2 separate regions of the Urocitellus parryii genome follow, and region 1 is linked to region 2. A link is a contact called in public Hi-C data. All regions are on one chromosome and are shown on one strand. Each heading gives the region's core, a stretch centred on a gene start, on an enhancer-like site or on the middle of the called end of the contact. The rest is flanking DNA. Distances are from core to core; before and after follow the strand shown.

The links. A called contact is a pair of places that touch in the nucleus more often than the background predicts.
Region 1: a Hi-C map of muscle shows a contact between it and region 2, with 3 times the contacts expected there. The contact joins the promoter of Rps5 here to the promoter of Ube2m in region 2. A contact is called at or near these places in 2 of 2 Hi-C or Micro-C datasets (liver and muscle).

The regions. Positions count from the first base shown.
Region 1 is chr15:316,027-322,020 of mUroPar1.hap1, forward strand. It overlaps Rps5 (ribosomal protein S5), which reads right to left and starts at 2,303. Exons shown (of 6, transcript XM_026379771.2): 1 at 2,204-2,303; 2 at 1,572-1,680. The coding sequence starts at 1,679.
Region 2 is chr15:186,061-192,121 of mUroPar1.hap1, forward strand. It overlaps Ube2m (ubiquitin conjugating enzyme E2 M), which reads left to right and starts at 1,841. Exons shown (of 6, transcript XM_026379772.2): 1 at 1,841-2,541; 2 at 3,681-3,775; 3 at 3,878-3,916; 4 at 4,018-4,121; 5 at 4,421-4,484; 6 at 4,568-5,085. The coding sequence starts at 2,433. The coding sequence ends at 4,708. It overlaps Chmp2a (charged multivesicular body protein 2A), which reads left to right and starts at 5,669. Exons shown (of 6, transcript XM_026379768.2): 1 at 5,669-5,805.

The DNA.
Region 1 (5,994 bases), core at 1,053-3,552, 130 kb after region 2:
GTGGGGTGCTATGGTACAGCACTCGCCTATCATGCAAGAAGCCCTAGATTCCATCCCTTGCACCACAATATACAAAGCTGCCTAAGCAAACCCATGGAGGAGTGAATTGAAGCTCTCCCAGACATCCAGAATGAAAATAATCCTGTGTCCTTTAGGCACAGTACATAAGTGCTATGGCATCTTCAGAGGGAACAAAAATGCTTTAATTTCTTTTCAAACAAAAAGGAAAAAAAGTAAACACAACTCACATTTATCTTTATACAAACACACAAAATATCATTATTATTACTACTACTGTTTTATGGTGCTAGAGATTGAACCCAGCGGCACTTAACCACTGAATTACATTCTTGGCTCTTTTTTAAATTTCTTTTCTTCTTTGAGACAGGGTCTAACTAAGTTCCTTAGGGTCTCAGTTTGTTGCCGAGTCTGGCCTTGAACTTGTAATCCTCCTGCCACAGCCTCCCAAGGTGCTAGGAACTACAGGCTTGCAAAATATAACCTTTAATATTAATTTTTTTAAAACACAGGAAGAGCCCTCAAAAATACAAGTTCCTAAGGTCCATGAAACTCCTGAAACAGGAAGCTATTTGAGGGCTGGGGGCATGCTCAGCAAAGTGCACACCTCTGCATCAAGGGGCAGGAGTGGCAGAAACTCTGTAAAACAGTATGAGAATAAGACAGAAGTACAAGCACTCACAATTCTTGATTTCAACATGTTACAAAGCTACAGTAATCAGGTACATAGTACTGGCATAAACATAAGATATACAAACCAACAACATAATTCAGAATCCAGAAATAAACCCATTTATTCACAGCCAACTGATTTTCAACAAGTTCACCATTCAACTGGTTAAAAAACAGTCTTAACAGATGATGTTGGATAACCAGACCATGTTAAAAAAAACCCGAGATGCTGGGTTAGGGCTATAGCTCAATGGCAGAGCACTTGCCTGGCATGTGTGAGGCACTGGGTTCAATTAGATCCTTAGCACCAACAAGACATTTTGAGCAACCCCCACCCCCCAAAAAACCACCCAGATGCTTCCACTTTAAAACAATAGAAAAATATTTTTGTGTGTATATAGTCCTAGCTGTTGAATGCAGGGCCTTGAACACATTAGGCAAGCACTCTACCACTGAGCTATAGACCCTAGACTAAATGGTAAACAGTTATGTGTATTCACTACAAAAACAACAAAATGCATGGAACAGTATATGTGATACTTCTGAAAAAGGAACCCCATATAAAACTGTACTAACCTTTAGGCAAGATATAAGAAAGAGTGGATGTGGTGATTCAGCGATCTTTTTTAAACATATTTTACTTGTAGGTGGACATAATACCTTTATTATTTATATGTGGTGCTGAGGACTGAACCCAAGGCTTCACACATGCTAGGGAAGGGTTCTAATGCTGAGCCACAACCCCAGGGATCTTTTTAACTGTCCTGACTTTAAATGTTGACTTAGTGGAACAATCCCCAAGTTTCAAAGGTCTCCTCCTGGAAGAATCCACATCTCCTTCCAACGCCTAGTAGGGAAGGCCAGTGTCAAGTCCCCCTCACCTGCAGGGAAATGTCATTGATCTGCACATCATCAGTGCTCCACTTCCCGAAGAGCTTGATGTCCGGGGTCTCTGCAACTGCAGGTGCGGCTGTCTCCCACTCCGTCATCCTGGGGACAGGGGTGAGAGCAGAAATAAACAGAGTCCACCAGCCTGGAGCACAGGCTCCAACTCCGGTGGGATCAACTGGGAGGCTGACCCCATCCTGGGGGAATTAGAAGGGACCTAAGTAAATTGTGAACATCTAGGCACCCCACCCCCATCCTTGAGGTGGTAACACTATCTGACATAAGGAAAGCCGCACAAATGCTGCGACAGAACCCATGAAAAAGTTTCCATTCCGGCTTGATACTAGGCAGACACTAACAAATAGTTACCAAGGAGCTAAGAAAACGGGAACTTCCGGTCTCAAAGTGCAGCCGAAAATCCCACATCAGGGCCCGGGAGCGCTGCCTCGGCGGTGGAGGACCATGGCGTGGCACCAAGTGGCTTTGGCCGCGCGCGCTTCCGAGTACCCGTTTTCCAGAAGAGGGGAGAGCCGAGCACGGAAGGCGCAGGCCCCCGGGCCCCACCGCCGATCTCTTGAAGACCCTGGGCCGCCCCTTCGGGACCCGACCCCCCCTACAGCCTAACCTGAGAGCACAGCTGGGAGTCTCGGTCGCTCCGCGTGCACCACGCGCCACACTCGTACAGACAGGAAGAGGCCGCGCAGCGCAGACCGACGCTTTTAAGTGGAGGGAAAACTTCCGGGTCAGCAGAGGCTACGGGAGAGCACAGTGGCACTGAGCGCTCACAGACCAATCCCGAGTGAGGATGAAAGGCAGCCTCCCAATCAGACGAACGCGCCTATCCGCCGCGCACGCGCACTCTCAGAAGCGGGACCACAACTTGCCTGGCGGAAGTGCAGTAAGACGTAGTTGCCAGGACACGGGGCCTGTGCACAAGTGCATAGACGTCCAAGACCCACGCCGCCATTTCAAATGAGGGCAGAAGTCCGGGACGCGATCATTTCGGCCCGGCGTTCGGCTCGGTACCCTATCGTTCTTTGCCGCCCTCAGGACTGCTTCCTCAGGACACACGCATCGCGTCTCCGCATTGGTGGAGTGAGTCTGCCACCGCCCTCCGCAGTGCCACGAGTATGGGCCGTCCACGCGCGGCCCCTCCCCACTGACTGGGTCTGCGGGTCCCCGGCCGCGGCGGTCATTCCTCCGGTTACCTGCCGCGGGGATTTCCCCGCCGTCCTGCCTTTGGTACCCCAGTTTCGCGTCCTGGGGTCGGGTTCGCGGCGGTGAGAGCCAGACCCACATGCTGGAGCAGTGCTACCCATCTGGAGGTGGGGGAATTGGAGCCGGGCAGGGCTGGCAACTGGGTCCCCTCGGGGGCGTTCTTTATCCTGGTGCTCATAACCGTGTCCGCGGCCCCGGCTCTTGGGCTGCTGTTTTGAATTAGGCTGACTTCTACTTTAAAGTTTTTTTTAAATATCTTTATTGTTTTTATCTTATTCTTATGTGTTGCTGAGGATCGAACCCAGAGTCTTGCACGTGCTAGACGAGCGATCTACCGCTGAGCCACAATCCCAGCCCCTGACTTCTGCTTTTGAGACCAAAGGCTGCAATGAGGGATGGGACTGTTCCCCTATCCGGTCCCCATACAGGCCTCTATCTCCCCAGCTATTGCTTCTGCCAGCTGCTCCCAGAAGGATCTCTGAACAGGTCACCTGGGGAGGGGCTGACAGTGTCCTTATAAAGATGGGTTAGGGATGTAGCTCAGTGCAAAAGGGGTTCAGTGCCCAAAACTACAAGGGAAAGAAGAGGCAAAGTTGGGGGAGACACCCATGTGACCATAGAGACCTAGATTGAAGTGATGCACCCATAAGCCATGGAACATGGAGCCACCAGAAGCTTGAAAAAACAAGGAAGGGTCCTCCACAGAGAATGTGCCCTTGCACCACCTTATGAACTTATGATCTTCGGAACTCAGTAAATTGTGGTTTTAAGCCACTAAGTTTGTGGCAATTTATTACTGCAGTCATCCACACTAATATACCCCAGATACTGAAAAGCTCCCTTTGCCATGTTTGGCCTTTACTTCCGTGTCACCATGATAACTTCATGGTGACACCTGAGATGCCATCCTTCCTACCTCATTCTCTTGCCTCCTATAGTTAGGAATTACTCTGGGTAAGCAGCTCCCTGATCCCATAGGGACAATTAAGAATCTAGGAACCAGATTACTTACCTTTCAAAACAATCTTATGAGGTGAACATACCCATTTTACAGTCAGGGAGGCTCAGAGAGATGAAGTAACATTCTCCAGATAAAAGAGCAGAAGGTGGTGAGGCTGGGAATCTCCGATGGCTGCCCCATGGTGTGATCTCTCCTACTTCAGCTGTCTTTCCCATGTCCCTGCATTGTGTCTCCCACAATTTTGGGGGTCCCTGCACATACACAATGCCTATGACATATTTGTTCTGTGAACAACAAGTGGTCCTTTCCCCTAGTATGGCATAATCCAGACAGGGACTCTATCCCTAAACCCTCTCCCTCTTCAAAGGAAATGCTGCTTGCCCAGTAACCATGTGATTATGGGCTGTAGTTATAGAAGGGTTTGTCCTCCCTCCAGGCCTGCTGAAATAAAGGTGCAAAGGAATGAACAGGCATACTGACTCTCCAATTCTTGCAGGACTGCCCTGTCTCTCCCTGCCACAGTGCCATGCCTATGGAGTGTGTCCAAACACAGGCTTCTAGGGACAGTTGCCTGTGCCAGTCCACCTGCTGGGTGACCTGGCTTAAGCCTCTTCTAGGTTCAGTCTGCAAGCTGCAGATTGAGACCCTGTGTTGTCAGGATGACTGTAGCTCTGGAGAGATACAGGGAGAGTGCATGTGCTGGGGTGTTGATAAGAATGGATCCAGTTCAATCCCCATACTTAGGGTTATCTAGTAGAGAAAATGGGAGGCTGGCCAGGTATAGTGGAGCACACCTGTATTGTGTTTTTTAAAAAATATTTATTTTTTAGTTGTAGTTGATTCCAATATCTTTAATTAATTTGTTTTTATGTGGTACTGAGGATCAAACTCATGGCCTCACCCATGCTAGGCGAGCTCTGTACCACTGAGCCACAACCCCAGCCCCACCCCTGTATTCTTAGCTGCTGAGACCTGCAAGTTACAGGGCAGCTTGGGCAACTTTGATCCTGTCTCAAAATAAAAAATGAAAAGGGCTGGTAACATAGTTCAGTGATAGAGTGCCGCTGGGTTGAATCCCTAGTACTGGGGGTGGGTGGGGAGGGAGCATCAGGTGCTGGAAACACAGGCATAAGTACATAGAGGTACTACTGTGGTTGAATTGTGCTTGATGAGGTTGAAGGCAGAGGCTCTGGGCCTGAGGCATTCCCTTACTCTGCTCAAAAGGGACATATGTCAGAGATTTTTTAAATTGTCAGACCTTCTAGTACCTCATGGAGACTGTATTGGTTTCCTGTTTGCTGTTGTAACAAATTAACACAAACTTAGTTTCATAATACAGCACACAGGAGGTCAGAATTCCAAAATGAGTGCTGCACTGAGGTTGATACAGTTGGGGAGGACAGGCAAGAAGGTAACCTTTGCCTTCCCCACTGACCTAGATGCCTTCAACTCCTGCTGAAATTCCTTACTTTTTCTAACTTTGTTACAGTTTTCAAGATTTGTGATTTAGGTCTAAGTGTGTGGCTCAGTGATAGACTGCTTTCCTAGGATTAATCCCCAACACTGCAAACCAACAAAATTTTTTTTTTTCCCCTCCTGAGGAAATTTGGCCAAGCCACTGTGTTTTGCTTTCTTGGCTCCTGGTGTTTTTCTCCCCTCCTGGGAACTACCAATCTTCAATTCACCTCTGCACTTCCAGATCCTACAACCAGGGCCCCTATTGGGAACTGGACCCAGAATAGTGGCTCCAGTTAAGCACAGCAACAGGGGTCTGCGGGTGGGGCTGGTATGGGATCATGCACCAGGTAGTTACTCCAGAGGGAGGCCCTTTCTGTGCACCAGAGCCGGAGGTCTCAGTAACTCAGAACTCCTCTTTATGCCTGAGTGCCTAAGTCCTGTGTGTTTTTGGAGGGCAGCAACCCAGGCTTTCAGCCAGTGGCAGAACCTGCTCCATTCATTAAACCACCACCCCCCCCTTAAGGTTTTTGGAGTTAAGGTCTTGGGAGCCACCAGATGACACAGGGGGGCTAGCGGTCCTCCAAGTGCCCTCCAGTCATCACTCCAACCTGGAGAAGCACTGACAAGTCCTAGGCAGAGTAACAAACTAAGGACTAACCTTGCTGGACAGGGAAAACAGACCCCTTGGCAGGGGGCTCCATGTTCAGATTGCCACAGGATTGAGAAAGGGAATGGAGTAATCTGAGGGTTAGCAAATCGGTGGCACTCTGCCTGTGCCT
Region 2 (6,061 bases), core at 591-3,090:
GTGTTGTCATACTGTCAGCAGGGACAAGGGCCTGAACAGAACAGCTCAGCCCCACACAGTCATAGCCATAAAAGAAATCTGGCAAAGAAGTCCAGAAAGCCCTAGCAAGCGGGAACAGCGAAAAAATGCCTGGCCTGCCTGTCCCTGAGCCAGTGGCTGGCCATACTGTTCACTCCCAAGCCCAGCACTCTGCTCTCAATGCTGATTCATGCAGTTATTCTCACCCCAGCCCTTCTATACACCTTCTACACTCCTTAGCATTGCTGATTCTAGCCTCATCTCTGACCTAGAACCTACAGCCTCCCTTCCCTGCCTACTCCTGCCCCTTCTCCAAAACAAACCTGTCTTCCAACCTCCCAGAAGCTACAGTAAACACCCACAGTTGCACACACAGCCCAGCTCCTGACTTCAGTTCAACCATCCCCTTCTCCCTAGTCTGCACTCCAGGACCCAATTCTTCCCATGTTGTTGCAGGACTGATGGTCCTTCACTGGATGGTGACATGTGAGATCACAGACCATACAAGTCCAGCTTTGGCTAATTCAGCATCAACTCTCTGGGGGACCAATACCCCATTCCTAGGTGGATCATCAGTAGATGGGCTTCAGCAACTAACTGGAGGATGGACACATGAACCAGGCTGGCCAGTAAGAACCACCCAGAGACTGTACTTAAACAGTCATCAACTCTCTTGAGGAAATGATCTCTATGAAAACAATCAGCCACAGAGCGGTGTGGCTAAGAATGGTGAGTATGAAAGAAGAGGAGGGGACAGAGAGAGAGAGAGAGAGAGACAGAGAGAGGGGGGAAAAGGATAGGGAGAGTCTGGAGGGCCCTTGTGAGTCCCAGAACTAGCCACGAGAAGCCTGAGGAAACAGATGGACAAGTCCTGCTGGCACCACACCCAAGCTGTCTGAGCGTCCATCCTTGCCCCCCAATCCTTTCCAAGACTCAGCTCTCAAGGGAAAGGCAAAAGAGGATGCCGGGGGTTTATGACCGGGTCAACCAGTAGGCTGGAGGGGCGAATCCGCCGAGGTGAGGGCTGCGGGCCAGTCCGGCAGGCTGGTGCTGCTGCCCTTTGGCAGAGGGCTAAGAAGTACACTAGCTGAGATCCCCCACGCGGCGCCGCCCCCGGTTTCCTTGGTGACGGCCGGAAGTCCCTGACTGGCGCGCACCGTTTCCTCCCGCCCTCCTGGCAGGCGGAGCTGTGATTGGGTCAGAGGTAACCACGCCTGCGGAACCCCGAAAGCGGTGGGGAGGTACCAAGGAGGCGGTGCCCTTTGGCGAGTCCCGGCGAGCGAAGAGTGCCCCATCCCCCAAGGTCCACTCTGGCCTGTAAACCTATACAGTAACCACCACTTTGTGGCACAATGTTTGTCTTTAAGAGACGGGATGTTGCTTTTATCGCCCGTAACTCCTGGGCTCAAGAGATCCTCCTGCTTCAGCCTCCGAACAATACGAATTTTCTGTTAATTTACCTCAATTGAATTTCCATGAGGAGACCTTTGGATTTGCCTTAGGACACTGAGGGTGCTCGACCCTGTCCTCGCCCAAGTTCTACCTTTGTCTGTGACCTTTTGGGGGCAAGGATCTAGTCTGACCCACCACTATTGCGCTCCACTTGAATGCAACATTAAAGGAACTCAGGAAGAGCCAGGAGAAAGCATCTGCCCCACTCAAAGTTGGCTACAAGCATCACTTCCTGTACGGCCCGGCGAGGGTTCCCGGAAGTGAGCCCGGGACCGCTTAATGTCACCTGCACGAACGGAAATACCCGAGCCCAGCCGGAAAAGCCCGAACCCCAAGCCCCAACGCTGAGCAACGAGGGCTGCGGAACTGCGCACGCGCACAGCGCAGGCCCGGCAAGAAGAGCCGAAGCGGGCAGGCGGCGGAAACATCCGAAGCCGTGGGGTGCCGGAGGCCGTTGCCAATCTCTGCGCCAAAGCCGCTGCTACCGCGGAAGCCGAGCCTCCACCGGTACACGGCTACCACCACCGTGGCTGCCGCTCCCTCGTTCCATCCCGAGCCTCAACCCTTTGCAGAGGGAGCGAGTGAGCTCTGACCCGCGGGGACCAGGAAGCCCGGCATCTGCAGCCTTAGCTGGGCCTCAGAAGACCTGAGCGGGCGAGGGGGAGGAGGGAGCGGCCGGGAGAAGGTGGGGCGGGGCCGATCGGGCCCGAGAATAGCCGAATCTGCCCGAACGCCGCCGAGCGAGACCGAGGCGCTGGGCCAGGCCAGAGCCGGACTACGGGAGCCGAGGCGGGCCGCGCGGTGGGCGCGGAGCAGCGCGGCAGGCCGGGCGGGCGGCGGCAGCAGAGGAGGAGGCCGCGGCAGCGGGTCCAAGGAGCGGAAGAGGCGCGGACGGCAGCGGGGGGCCGGGTGGCCGGGGTCCCGGGCCCCGCAGCGGCGGCGGCAGCGGCGGCGGCGGCAGGATGATCAAGCTGTTCTCGCTGAAGCAGCAGAAGAAGGAGGAGGAGTCGGCCGGCGGCACCAAGGGCAGCAGCAAGAAGGCGTCGGCGGCGCAGCTGCGAATCCAGAAGGGTATTGGTCGGGGGATGGGGGTTGGGGCCGGGGAGGGGGGAGTCGGAGGACAGGGCCCAAGGGAGGGCAATGAGGGAGTCAGGAATGGGGAAATGTGGCCACCGAGGGTCAGGGATGGTGGGCCGCGGATGTGGCGTGTCGGAGGTCAGAACTTGAGGACTGTGATGCCGAAAGTGGGGTTAGGGTAAGGCGGCCACTAGGGAGGGTCACAGAAGAGACCCGGTAGCGGGGGCTTGGGATTTTGAAGGCCTGACGCCTGGTATTAGGGCCCTTGAATCTGAGTATAAGGTGGGGGTGCGGGGGCTCGCGAGTCTGGAGGTCAGACCAGAACTTGGCTTTGGGGTGAAGGTCCAGAGGGATAGCGAGCACCGAGAATTGGGGAAATGAGTAAGACACAGTTTAGTATATGATGCTGGGATCTCTGGGAATCTGAGTCAGAAAAGGGCCCAGACTCATGGGTTTGGGGGTTAGACAGCAGTTTGGAGTTTGTGGAGCTGGAAGGGATAGTGGGTGTCAGAGGCTGAAGAGGGGAAATTTAGACTATCATGCTGAGAATCTCAAGAGTCACAGGGAGTGGGAAGGTGAGCACTTGAAAGTGTGAGGGTCAGATGGGAACCTGGGTTTGAGATGAGGAGGAGGGGTGTTTTGATACAGAGGGGATGATTTAGGGTATGGTGAGCCAGGGTCGTTGAGTTTGAATGGATGAATAAACACTGTGGAGAGTGGAAGTCATGACTGGGGAGCCTGGGGTTAGGATGTTCAGAGGCTGTTAGATGCCTGGACTTTTAGAATGAGGGCCACATGAGAGTGGAGTCACTTGGGGAACTGAGTTTGGGGGTATTTAGGGCTGTGAATTTAGTAGAATTAGTGTTCACCTTGGCCCAGGAGGTGGGACAATTAAAGATGCATGTTTTCGGTGTGCTGTGTATCCAGAAGAGCCCACCTAGAGACTGGAACAGAGAAAGCAGAGAATACAGGATGGGTTAGAGGTGAGGTGTGGAAACATAGCGCAAGACAGAGCCCATAGAGTCTGTGATGAATCCATCAGGACTTTTCTGACACCTGTGCAGAGCTCCCTCCTTTCTCTCATGAGCCTCTTCCTCCCTCTTCTGGCCTCTTTCTCTGCTGCCCAAATGCAGACATAAACGAGCTGAACCTGCCCAAAACCTGTGACATCAGCTTCTCAGACCCAGACGACCTCCTCAACTTCAAGCTGGTTATCTGTCCTGATGAGGTAAGTGTGGCCCAACTTGTACTGGCCAGACTCCCAAGAACAGAGCAGGGATACTTTGGCTCTGCAGGATGGGGCCCTACCACCTTCTCTCTTCCCTCCCAGGGCTTCTACAAGAGTGGGAAGTTTGTGTTCAGTTTTAAGGTGAGTCCCAAATGGGCAGAGGTAGCTCCATGGACTGAGGAGGCAGCATCTGAGGCCCTGTCAGGCACCTACCCACCTCCTTTTTCTTTTCCTGGAGCCAGGTGGGCCAGGGTTACCCACATGATCCCCCCAAGGTGAAGTGTGAGACGATGGTTTATCACCCCAATATTGACCTCGAGGGCAACGTCTGCCTCAACATCCTCAGGTAAGGTTACTGGCCCTCCACTTCCTTCCCCAGCCCTACCTGCCAGTCCCCCTTATAGCTTACTGCATCACTCTCCGTCCCTTCTCTCCCCATTATGGCCTGCATCCCTCTGTCCCGTTATCTCCAAGTCATCTTCCTAATGGCCCAACCCAACTTTTTCCATGGCCTGTCCTGCTCCCTGCCTCCCTAGTTTCTCAAATCCTCACTCCTGCATGCCCTGACCCTGACCTATTCAGTACCACCAGAGCCTGTAGTGGCCTCCCACTCACCAGCCTGACCCTGATGCTCTCTGTCCACAGAGAGGACTGGAAGCCAGTCCTTACGATAAACTCCATAATTTATGGCCTGCAGTATCTCTTCTTGGTGAGTAGGAGTGGGCATTTGGGACTTGGGGAGGTTGGCTTTCTTCCTCTCTGGCCTGTTGACCCCACTTGTACTGGTCACAGGAGCCCAACCCTGAAGACCCACTGAACAAGGAGGCTGCGGAAGTCCTGCAGAACAACCGGCGGCTGTTTGAACAGAATGTGCAGCGCTCCATGAGAGGTGGCTACATCGGCTCCACCTATTTCGAGCGCTGCCTGAAATAGGGTTGGCGTATACCTGCCCCTGCCAGGGCCACCAGCCCAGGCATTCCCTGCAAATATTTATTGGGGGCCACGGGGTGGGGGGTGGGGGCAACCGGTGGGGGGAATCCTCTGCCTTGGCCTTGCCTCCCCTCTCTGCTACCTGCCCCTAGTTATTTTTTTTTAACCATCACGTGATTATGGTCGGCGCTGTCTCCCCCCGACCTGCTCAGCGATGGGAAATGAATTGGCTTGTCTAGCCCCCCCGCTGGGTGCTGTCCAGCCCCCCACTCTGGGCTGTGGGGTGGGTGGGCAAGGGGCCCCGGTAACTGGGCCCAGGCAACCCACCTCTCCACCACCGGAGGTCCCACCAGGCTATTAAAGGGGAATGTTACTGCATGGCCTCTGCCTCTTCCTTCTGTGGGATGGGAGGGGCAGGTAAGGTCCTTCAGGGGTCTGAAGGGGGTGAGGGCAGTGGAAAATGGATGGTCGCAGGTGAGGTGGCATTTGGTCACCCTACAAAGACTGGCTGGTACCTGGGATGGTCTTGGGTTGGGTGGGATGACGCTTGCTCTGGGGTGAGGAGGGCAGGCCTCTAATCTGTGGCTTCCTGGCACCTGTCGGCGCATAGCATCTCCAGCTTTGCCCCTTTTTGCCATGTGCGGGACACAGGGGGCTCCTGTTTGGCGCTGTCCGAGGCCTCAGGCAGAAGTCAGGGTTGCACGAATGAACTGTGCCCTAAGCGGTGGCACGGGGGCCCTCCAGAATGTCTAGACTGAAGGCACCCAGAGATGCACTTCTCGGCTGCCGACGCAACCCGCGCCCTAGCTCGGTTCACTAGGGCGGGACTCTGACCCAGGGAACGCCCTCGGACCTTTGGCAAAGACACGGGAACTGGTGCGCAGGCGCTTGGGCGCCGGCCTGTCTTACTGCGCGTGCGCGCCAGCTACTTCCCAGCATTCCGGGTGTGGGTGGGGCCTGTGACGTCAAGTCGTTTAATCCGGAAACGGCGGCGGCGGCGGAGACGACAGAACCGAGAGGCCTTCGTTAGTGGGCACGCCAGGGATCTGAGCAAGAGGCGCGTGACCCGGAAGCGGAAGCAAGTCCCTGTGCCAGCTCCGGTGAGTGGCTCCTGCTGGGCCGCAGGTCCCGGGTGGGTGGCGGTGTACGAAGGTTTCTCTAGGCTTAGGTGTCCAGGGTCAGGCTCCTCCCTGGGACCCAGTCCTCGTCATCTGGGCCCCCCACACACACCGCCTTGCCCTCGTTGCGACGGGGCCCCCGACGTTCCAGACCCGGCCCTCGGTGTACAGGGTGCCAGTGCTTCCGACTGCCCTCCGGAGTTTCCTCAGCAGTCGGGAACCCCAATCCTGGTGCCAT